2 separate regions of the Anas platyrhynchos genome follow, and region 1 is linked to region 2. The links are chromatin contacts, called in public Hi-C maps. All regions are on one chromosome and are shown on one strand. Each heading gives the region's core, a stretch centred on a gene start, on an enhancer-like site or on the middle of the called end of the contact. The rest is flanking DNA. Distances are from core to core; before and after follow the strand shown.

Region 1 (4,437 bases), core at 63-2,562, 98 kb before region 2:
GCACCCACAACCTAATTCTCTCCTTGCAGCTGTTGGGCTCCTCCAGGCTCCAGCACCAGTCTTCTCTCCACTCTTAAAATCCTTCCAGCTGTTGATAACATCATTCTGAAAGGCAGTAACACCCAAATACTACGTGGTTGTATCTATTCTCACCTTAAAATCACGCTTGGAGCATGAACAGTTTCTAAGTTTAGGTCCTGTGCAGTGATGAATGTACTTCCAGTTGTCAAAACTACTTCACTCCAAAAAGTATGTATTATTTTTGAATAATTGTTATTATAGCAATAACTGAAAGCCAGAATTAAAGTTCTACGTCCTTACAGTAATACTAAGGACCATTTCTCCGTATTTATTCACAGAATCACAGAATCACAGAATTTCTAGGTTGGAAGAGACCTCAAGATCATTGAGTCCAACCTCTAACCTAACACTAACAGTCCCCACTAAACCATATCCCTAAGCTCTAAGCTTCCTTCTTGCTTGTTTGATTACTGCACACGTGTGACAGGTAGCACCCCGCAGTTTGTTAAAGCGCTGTGTAACACAATCAATGTAATTATCATTGCTCCAACACACTGGATACAGAGGAAATAAAGAAACTATAAAGTCGTGTTTCCAAACCAAGCCTTTACATCACCTACTTCTGACTGCCGGGCGTGCAATCACTGTTACCTTTGCTTAATGCTTTCCATAACCGCATCTGCGTGCGATATAACAGAAAGCGAAGATGTTATGCGAAAAGAGAAATCAAGGCATGCAATTTGCAAGGTGCTGACGGCCAGCGACCCAACGCGCCCTCCTGCCTTACCCCGCTCAGCGCGAGGCCTCCGCCGCCGCCAAAATTGCCTGAACCGGGCCCGACTCGTTACCTCCTTCCCCCAGGGAGCTGAGGGCACGGCCGGGGGGGAAGCGCCGGGAACAAACCCGGGGCACAACCGGGCCCCGCTCGCTCCCCCCCTCACGGACAAAGGGGCCCGGTTGGGAGGGGGGGGGAAAGGGGGGGGGGGGCGGCACGCGCCGTTACCATGGCAACAGGACGAAGCCCGGCGCGCGCCCCCCAACCGTCACCTCCCTCAGAATAACGGTCGGGGGGGGGCTTAACGGCGACCCCTTCCCTTCCCTTCCCTTCCCTTCCCTTCCCTTCCCTTCCCTTCCCTTCCCTTCCCTTCCCTTCCCTTCCCCTCACCGGCGGGCTGGGCGGGCTGGGCGGCGGCGCCCCCACGGCGGGCACCATCCTCCCTCCGCCGCCGCCGCCGCCGTCTCCTCTCCGCTCCGCTCCCTGCCGCGCAGCCGAGCCTACTGCCCGCACGCGCGGCCCGCCGCAGCCAATCAGGAGGCGCGGGTCGAGCCGCCGCGGCCAATCAGATTGAAGTGGGAGGGGGAAGGTGGCGCTCGCTCGGAGGGGGAGGGGCGAAGGCGGCGCGGAGCCAATCGGAAGGCGGAGGGGTCGAGGCTGGCGGCGCGTGCCGTCAGCAAGTTCGGGTGGCCGAAACAGGAACTGGGGGAGATGGGCAGCTCGGCCGGCCAATGAGAGAGCGGGGGAGGGCGGAAGCTCTTAAAGGGGAAGCAGCTGCCGGGAGGCCCCGCCCCGGCGGGCGGCCGTTACCTCAGGGCGGCCGTTACCGGCCCCACAGGGCCCTGAGGGGAGCTCCCAGCGCTTCCACAGCCGGCGGCCGGCAAAGTTTAAAATAAAATAAAATAAAATAAAATAAAAAGTTTTATTTTGTCACTCCCATTTAAAAGGTTTTGCTCACGGAACACCTATGTGACAGAGATAATAAGAAATAAAAAATTAAAAAAAATTAAAAATTAAAAAGAATAAAAGATTAAAAAGTTGTTCCTGTCATTAAACACTGGCTTCAGACTCCTTACCCTTCCCCACTACCCCCCCTGCAATTAGCGCTCCTAATTAGCTGCCCCATCACTTACACATAAAGGATAACATCCTTACCTTGCTTTTTTAAGGATTTTCCCTAAAAAGGCAGCCCTTATCCAAACAAGGAAAAATTAGTTCACTTTTTACTAACCCATGGTGCCCTGGAGCACTACAGGACTCTACAAAAGTACTCCCACAAAAATCAATGCTGGGGTCCATCTTCGTCAATGCTACCATACGGTAAAAAGGGAGTAGGGTGAGGTAAAGTTTAGTGGATTTCAGTAGGGATAATAATGAGGAGTAACAGATGAGCCTTCCAGTACTGGGTGCCAGAGAAACAGATACCCCAATTTTCTATGTGAAGTTAATGAGTTGATTTACCACTTAATTGGATACTAGTGTTGTAATTGTACTGTGCATCGCCTCAGGAACAAATGCGAAGTGCTAAAAGAGATCATAGCACACCACAAGGTGTTAGAAGGGCCATGTAAATACCTGAGTGTTGGATACTGGGGGGGAGTAACCGCGTAGAGGAGCCACCTAATTCGTAGAAGAGGGCAACATGGACAATCAGGGATAGTTGCTAGTTTCCGTGTACAGGAGTCACTGAGTTGTCTGAAACTTTACAGACTGGTTGGAGAGGTGACTGGGACAAGCACAGAGAAGGAAAGAAACGTTGAAGAGATCAAAATAAGCCGAAGGGTTTGGAACGCTGGGGCAGTTTGAAGCCCAGCAAGTCTTCCAGCTTCTGCAGCTGCCTTGTGATGCTGAAGCAGATGAGGGTTGCTCTCCAGACAGATCTCCAGCTGTGCCTTCCAGGCCCTCCAGTAGAGGTCAGGGAAGACAGCTGCTAGCAGCAGCTCAGGAATTCAGTCAAGTCGGCAGTCTGAGACAACTTTTGCATGGTATCCTAACAAATGCAGACTCCAAACACTGATAAAGCAATCTCCATAAGCAGATGCACTGTAACAGATTTGGGGTTACATTCCACCCCCCCGAAAAAGTGTACCACAACACATCGCTCCATAAAAGACGCTTCAAAGCACAAAAGGATCTGAAAAATCAGCTTAAAAACGTCTGTAAGAGAAGATGGAACTAGAATAGCTATGAAGAGGTGAGTTTTACTTAAGTACCTTTCTAAAAAAGGTCAACTTTGAAGAACACTCACCACATAGTACAATGAATTACTTTACATGTACAGACTTCTTTTTCCAAAGATTGTCTGTTGATAGCTAGCAATTAGTTTCAATACTTTAAAAATACTTAGCCTATAAAAAGCCTGAGTTTAACTCAAATAAGTTATAAATAATATACAGTTAATAATTTAACTATAAAGCACTAAGGCTCTTGATGCCTGGTCTGTTAGTGAGCGGCCTTGAAACAATTTCATGCAAAAGTAGTCCAGGACAGTTGTAATTCCTCTCCTTTCCTCCACCCAACAAGGCTGAGGATTTCTGAGAAAAGGCTCATGATTTCAGAGAAAACAAACAACTCCCACTTTCCTCAGTCATCAGACACACATGGCATTCATCACATAGCAGCCTAATTTACGGTTTATGTTAGAAATCTTCACAGTTAGTTTATGAAGCTGTGGAAGAATGTTCTAAATCTGATCTCAGAAGGACACAGCTGGGCTGCAAAAAACACACAACCAGTCAGAAGTGACATAACTCAAATAGTGCACGTTTATTCTGAACGGTATTTCTAAAGAGTTTGAGAAAAACAAAAACATGCTCCTGATGTACAACAAGGGCAATGATATAGATTAAAAATGGACCATCTTATTTGTAAAGAATTTGCTCCCCCTGCAACTTAAATTGTAACATTGAGAATGCATTTGTAAACTGCAAACAGCATACCTTGAACTAAATTGAAACTCAAGAGACCAGGGGTGGTCTCAGCCAAATTAATCAGGAAGCAGTCGCAGATTCAAAAGAAACATCCAAGTCAGCAAACACTTTACAAAACACAGACTTTGTGGATAGCAGCTGACCCTGGATTACAACATGGGGGAGAATATAACAATGGATGTTTGGGGGGGATCAAATTTTTACTAGACATCACAGGGCACCATCAAGAATTAACAAAATATCACATAAGTTTGTTTCAATTGTAACAGTATGTCATATTTAGTTGGCAGGTTTAACCATTAGCTGCATCATGTAAACTCAGCCAGTTTCTGTATACACAAAATAAATTCTCTCCCTTCCCCCTCCCAAAAATGAGGGATTATCTCTCCTGGATGATTCTTTTTCCCCTGTACCATGGTGTCCTCCAGTAGGAGTCTCTTTGTAGGCATCATCTTCATACTTCAATCCATGTACGACAAAACCGGTTGCAGAGGTTCAGGAATAACGCTTTTATACACACCTTATGCTCTATAGCTGCTAGTTGCATACCTTTTTCTTGCTACATCTTCATCCAGAACAGGAAATGCTGGTGGCTTTTTTTTTTTCCCCTCTCCACTTAAACTCCTAACTTAAAAAAAAAATGTATTTGTTCGTAAGCCGTTATAAGTCATCATTTTTGAGCTACAAGGAGGTCTCGTTGCAGCAGAAAAT
Region 2 (4,253 bases), core at 992-3,491:
AGCTTTACCACATCCTCTAACCACTCTCCACTTCGAGACAGAAAGCAGAAGTTACTGCTGTCGAACACACAAAGCTAATGAGACAACTTGACAATTCTTTTCGTTACAGCCTGCCTTCCCACACCACCTCACCCCAGATACCTCTTTGTTCACCGTGTATTTTTTTTCTGTTTTTTTTGCTTACTTTCACAAAGACATCCTTATTCCAAAATTGAGTTAAGAACTCACCATCTGGAACACCTGGCTTCTCAGTAATTCTGATCTGCCGCTCGGGTACTACAGGCTCCCCTTCCGCATTACCAATATCTGCAGGGAGGTAAGGCAAGGATTGTATCTCTTCTTCCAATGATCTTGGAAAATACAGAGGCAGCAACTTCTGGTAAGTGGCCTATAAATAAGAAAAATGCGTGAAGGTCTATCACGCATCCTTGCTCTTCAGATACGTAACACCTACCCTTGTAGCAGGTATCTTCTCTGAGATTTGGAGGCAACGTGCTACTTTCCTTGATGGCTTACATTGGGCTGCTATTTGGCAATAAAAGCAGATAGGCTTTATCAAGGTTAATAATTTTATTTTGGTGCCACATTGGTAAGTAACCCAGAGAAGATTCTGCTTTAAATTTCATGAACTCAGGTGGACTGAAGATACTTCAGCATTATAATGAAGTTACAATACATGTAGATGACAGACTTCAGCAAAGGTTGCTTAGATGAAAATGGATCACTACAAAGACCAACTCAAGTGATCTGACTGGAAAAAAGAATAAACAAGAAACAACCAAGAGAAACCCTCCTCGCATGTAGGAAAACAGTGAAAATCTTTACTAAACATTGTAATACTTCACCACATGTTCCCTCCATCAGACGAGTAGTTTTAGAAACCCTATTAAGTAATTTCATTTTGTCATCCAGATGTGACAGAGTCTGAACAGTGTGGGTATTCTGCACAGGAGCAGCTATTATTAGGTCCAACATCTAAGAGTTGTTGTCCTAGTTTTGGCTAGGATAAAACAATTTTTCTTCCTAGTAGCTGGCATGGTGCCATGTTTTGGATTTAGGATGAGAACGGCATTGATAACACTGATGTTTTAATTGTTGCAGAACAGTGCTTGTACTGAGTTGAGGACTTTTCAGCTCCACCTGCTGCCCTGCCAGTGAGGAGGCTGGGGGTGCACAAGGAGCTGGAAGGGGACAGCTGACCTCAAATGGCCAATGGGATATCCCTTAGCAGGGGGCATTGTGCTCAACAATAAAACTGAGAGGAGTTGGCTGGGGGAGTAGGGCTGCTGCTCGGGGTCTGGCTGGGCATCGATCAACTAGTGTTGAGCAACTGCATTGTGCATCGCTTGGCTTTGTGTATTTTTATCATCGTTTTCTCTTTCTTTTCTGTCCTGTTAAGCTGTATGCATCTCAACACATGAGATTTTACCTTTCTCCCCTCCATCCCTCCCATGCCACTGGAGGCATGGGAGGAGTGAGTGAATGGCTGTGTGGCACTTAGTTGCCTGCTGGATTAAGCCACAACAGTCCTTTACATGGGTCATGTGTACACCTTGAGCACAGTGTTCAGTGCCATTAATCAGCAACTGTTAAACTGGTACAGTGCTCATAACAATTGTGTTTCAACATGCTCTGGGCAGATCTGTCTTTATCTCAACCCTTTGTGCCCCATATTGGGTGCCAAAAGGACTGTTGTGCTTTTACCTGACAGGCAGTTAAGCACCACACAGATGTCTGCTCACTCCCCCTCCGTGGAATGGGGGAGAGAATCAGGAAAAAAATAAAAATGAAAGAAGTAAAAAATCAAGGGTTGAGATAAAGACAGTGCAACTGAAAAGTCCTTGACTCGGTGCAAGCACTGCTCTGCAACAACTAGAATACAGGTGCATTATCAGCATTATTCCCACCCTGAATCCAAAACACAGAACCGTAACAGTTACTAGGAAGAAAATTAACTCTATTCCAGCCAAAAACAGGACTGAAACTGTCAGCACTTATCTGAAAACAGATCATTAAACATCAAGCTTGTTACTTCAGCAATGTTTAAGGTCTTTATATATGAATGGAAATCAGGACAATCTTTTAAAAGCAGAAGACCAAACCTTGTATAAAGAGCAAGTCTTGCCTGAGAAATTTGTGTCTATCTGGTAGAATGCATCCAGCACAACTGCATGCTCTAACCTCTAATACTGACTCCTGCTTATGGCTCAGGAACATGGAAGCCAGAAATGGAAAGGCTGTAAACAAATCTATGGTGACTGCTCAAAGTGTGCTGGGAAAAAGCACTGGAAAAGATACTGTGCTGATAAGAGACAGAAATAAGCTGTGCAACCGAAAGTCTAAGTGAGACAGGATGATTTGTTAGAGAGGATCTGAGTCCCAGTCTACAGTGCAGGGGTTAATACTGCTGCTGAGATCAAACACATCCATGAATTTTGATGAAGGAACATCAAAGAGATACCTCTTCGAGCTCAGAGACTGCAAACACAACCTTCTCCAGAGTCTCCCCGTGAATCTCCAGGAACCTTCGAACTGTGCCTGCAAAGAAGAAGAGTAAATGTAAGTTAGCAAAATAGGAGAAGAAATTTACACATGGCTACAAGCACAGAAATCAACTGAATGCAGAACAGAGAAAGACATCTCTCTCCTTGCACCAAATAGCTCCACAGGCAGTACACAAGCATGGATTAAGTGGTGGTTTAACATGAAATGGGTTTTGGGGCATACTGGAAATTCCATCTCCATTCTCTCCTGCTTCTCTCTTTACAGATGGGTAAAAAATGAAAAAGTCTCTCTGGGATTTTAGCTTACTAGGCACACCTCAATTTATAGAATGTGATCTTAGTGCCCTGTGGAAAAAAAACAAGCAAAAGCCCTCCTTTACCAAGTCTCTGCAAGTTGTCAAAAATGGATTATTCCTAGAACAAGTCGCAAGCCACACAAAAACTCAGGGGTCAGCTATGCAAAAGCAGCATATAGAAATCATAAATGTAAGTCATGAGAGAATTTATTCCCTCTACTAATTCTTGGACTTACATTGCAGCTAAAGGCCCTCATCTGTAATCTTGACAGATGTCAGGATCTTCACGTGCTTTTCTATCAAGATTACTAAGAGAGAAAATGTCCTAACAAATACATTGGCCTAGCAACATTTTTATCAGGTAGCATATAGCCCTACACAGACAACAACAAAGCAATAAAGGAAAGAAGTAACAACGGGTCAGTAGAAAAAAAATCTCTTCTCAAAAACTTCCTGTACAGAAATTCACGCGTAACTGGGTTGACCCACAACACTACTTTACAGGACAAACACAGTTCTGCAGTTTCACAGCAAGTATTTTCCTGAACCTGTGTGAGCAGATATTTTCTGAAGTCTTACTCAGGCAGGTGGCAGAGAAACCAGAGAAACAGACAGATAGGTTTCTTCGAGTGCCAGCACCTCTGCTAAGCAAAGGGTGAGATTTCTCCAGTCAGCTTGCACAGCAAGAGGAAAAGCCTATCATCCCACCTGCAACAACTTCCCTATTGTGTGGGAGTACCATACAGGAAGGTCCAGGAAATGGGTGGTGGTGGAAAGCAGACACGAAGAGAAGGACAATGGGAATGAAAAGTTAAAAGAGGAAAAGGAAAAAAACAAACAAGGCAAATACACTTTAAGTTTGGCTATGCTGACAACACTGAAATAGCAGCTGAAATTCATTCTGTTGCTTGAGGTCCACCTACAGTTATTCACAATTAAGGCCTCATCCTTGTTATCCCAAACATTTTTCTATTATCAGCAAACTCTCACCTCACTCTTCAGCATCTTTTTCCAGGTCATTAAACAAAAAGTATCAAACACTAGGTTCCAACATAGCATCCAACCCATGGATGCTTCCTGATGACCTCTCGGAAAAAGGTCTTTTGTTTTTATCCTCCATTTCCCATTCATCCATGCAAAGCCTGCCTCTTTACGCCTCCTGCAACACATTACAGCCCCCTAAAAAAAAGTTTCCCCATATCAGTAGCAGTCTGCCAGAGGTAAGCAATCTGTTGAATACTGCCATTCAATTTACTGCACTTTCCAACATAAACTTACGCAGTGCTATGTGGGTTGCATCCTCCAAGGGGTAGCATCTTTTCAGAGAGTTAATGACACAAAATCCTACAGAGCACATTGCCTGTTCCCTGAAATCCAGAAACAGAGAAGTAAATGAACAGAAGTAAATGAACAGAAACATAACTTGAGGTCAGGTGGGAGCAAACTTTTGCCA

Evidence for each region. A called contact is a pair of places that touch in the nucleus more often than the background predicts.
Region 1: a Hi-C map of subcutaneous adipose tissue shows a contact between it and region 2, with 2.5 times the contacts expected there. The contact joins the promoter of USF3 here to the enhancer-like site in region 2. A contact is called at or near these places in 3 of 8 Hi-C or Micro-C datasets (liver, skeletal muscle and subcutaneous adipose tissue).

The regions. Positions count from the first base shown.
Region 1 is chr1:83,985,293-83,989,729 of IASCAAS_PekinDuck_T2T, reverse strand. USF3 (upstream transcription factor family member 3) reads right to left here and starts at 1,312. Exons shown (of 6, transcript XM_038181075.2): 1 at 1,187-1,312. The coding sequence starts at 1,234. It overlaps NAA50 (N-alpha-acetyltransferase 50, NatE catalytic subunit), which reads right to left. Exons shown (of 5, transcript XM_027449698.3): 5 at 3,539-4,437.
Region 2 is chr1:83,888,724-83,892,976 of IASCAAS_PekinDuck_T2T, reverse strand. GDAP2 (ganglioside induced differentiation associated protein 2) reads right to left here. Exons shown (of 14, transcript XM_072043700.1): 5 at 4,079-4,167; 6 at 2,462-2,538; 7 at 229-388. Among named protein-coding and RNA genes, the nearest start is that of GDAP2, 11 kb to the right of the region's middle. Within about 2 kb of position 2,241, at least 1 of the 8 cell types and tissues checked has an H3K27ac peak or open chromatin away from gene starts, as enhancers often do.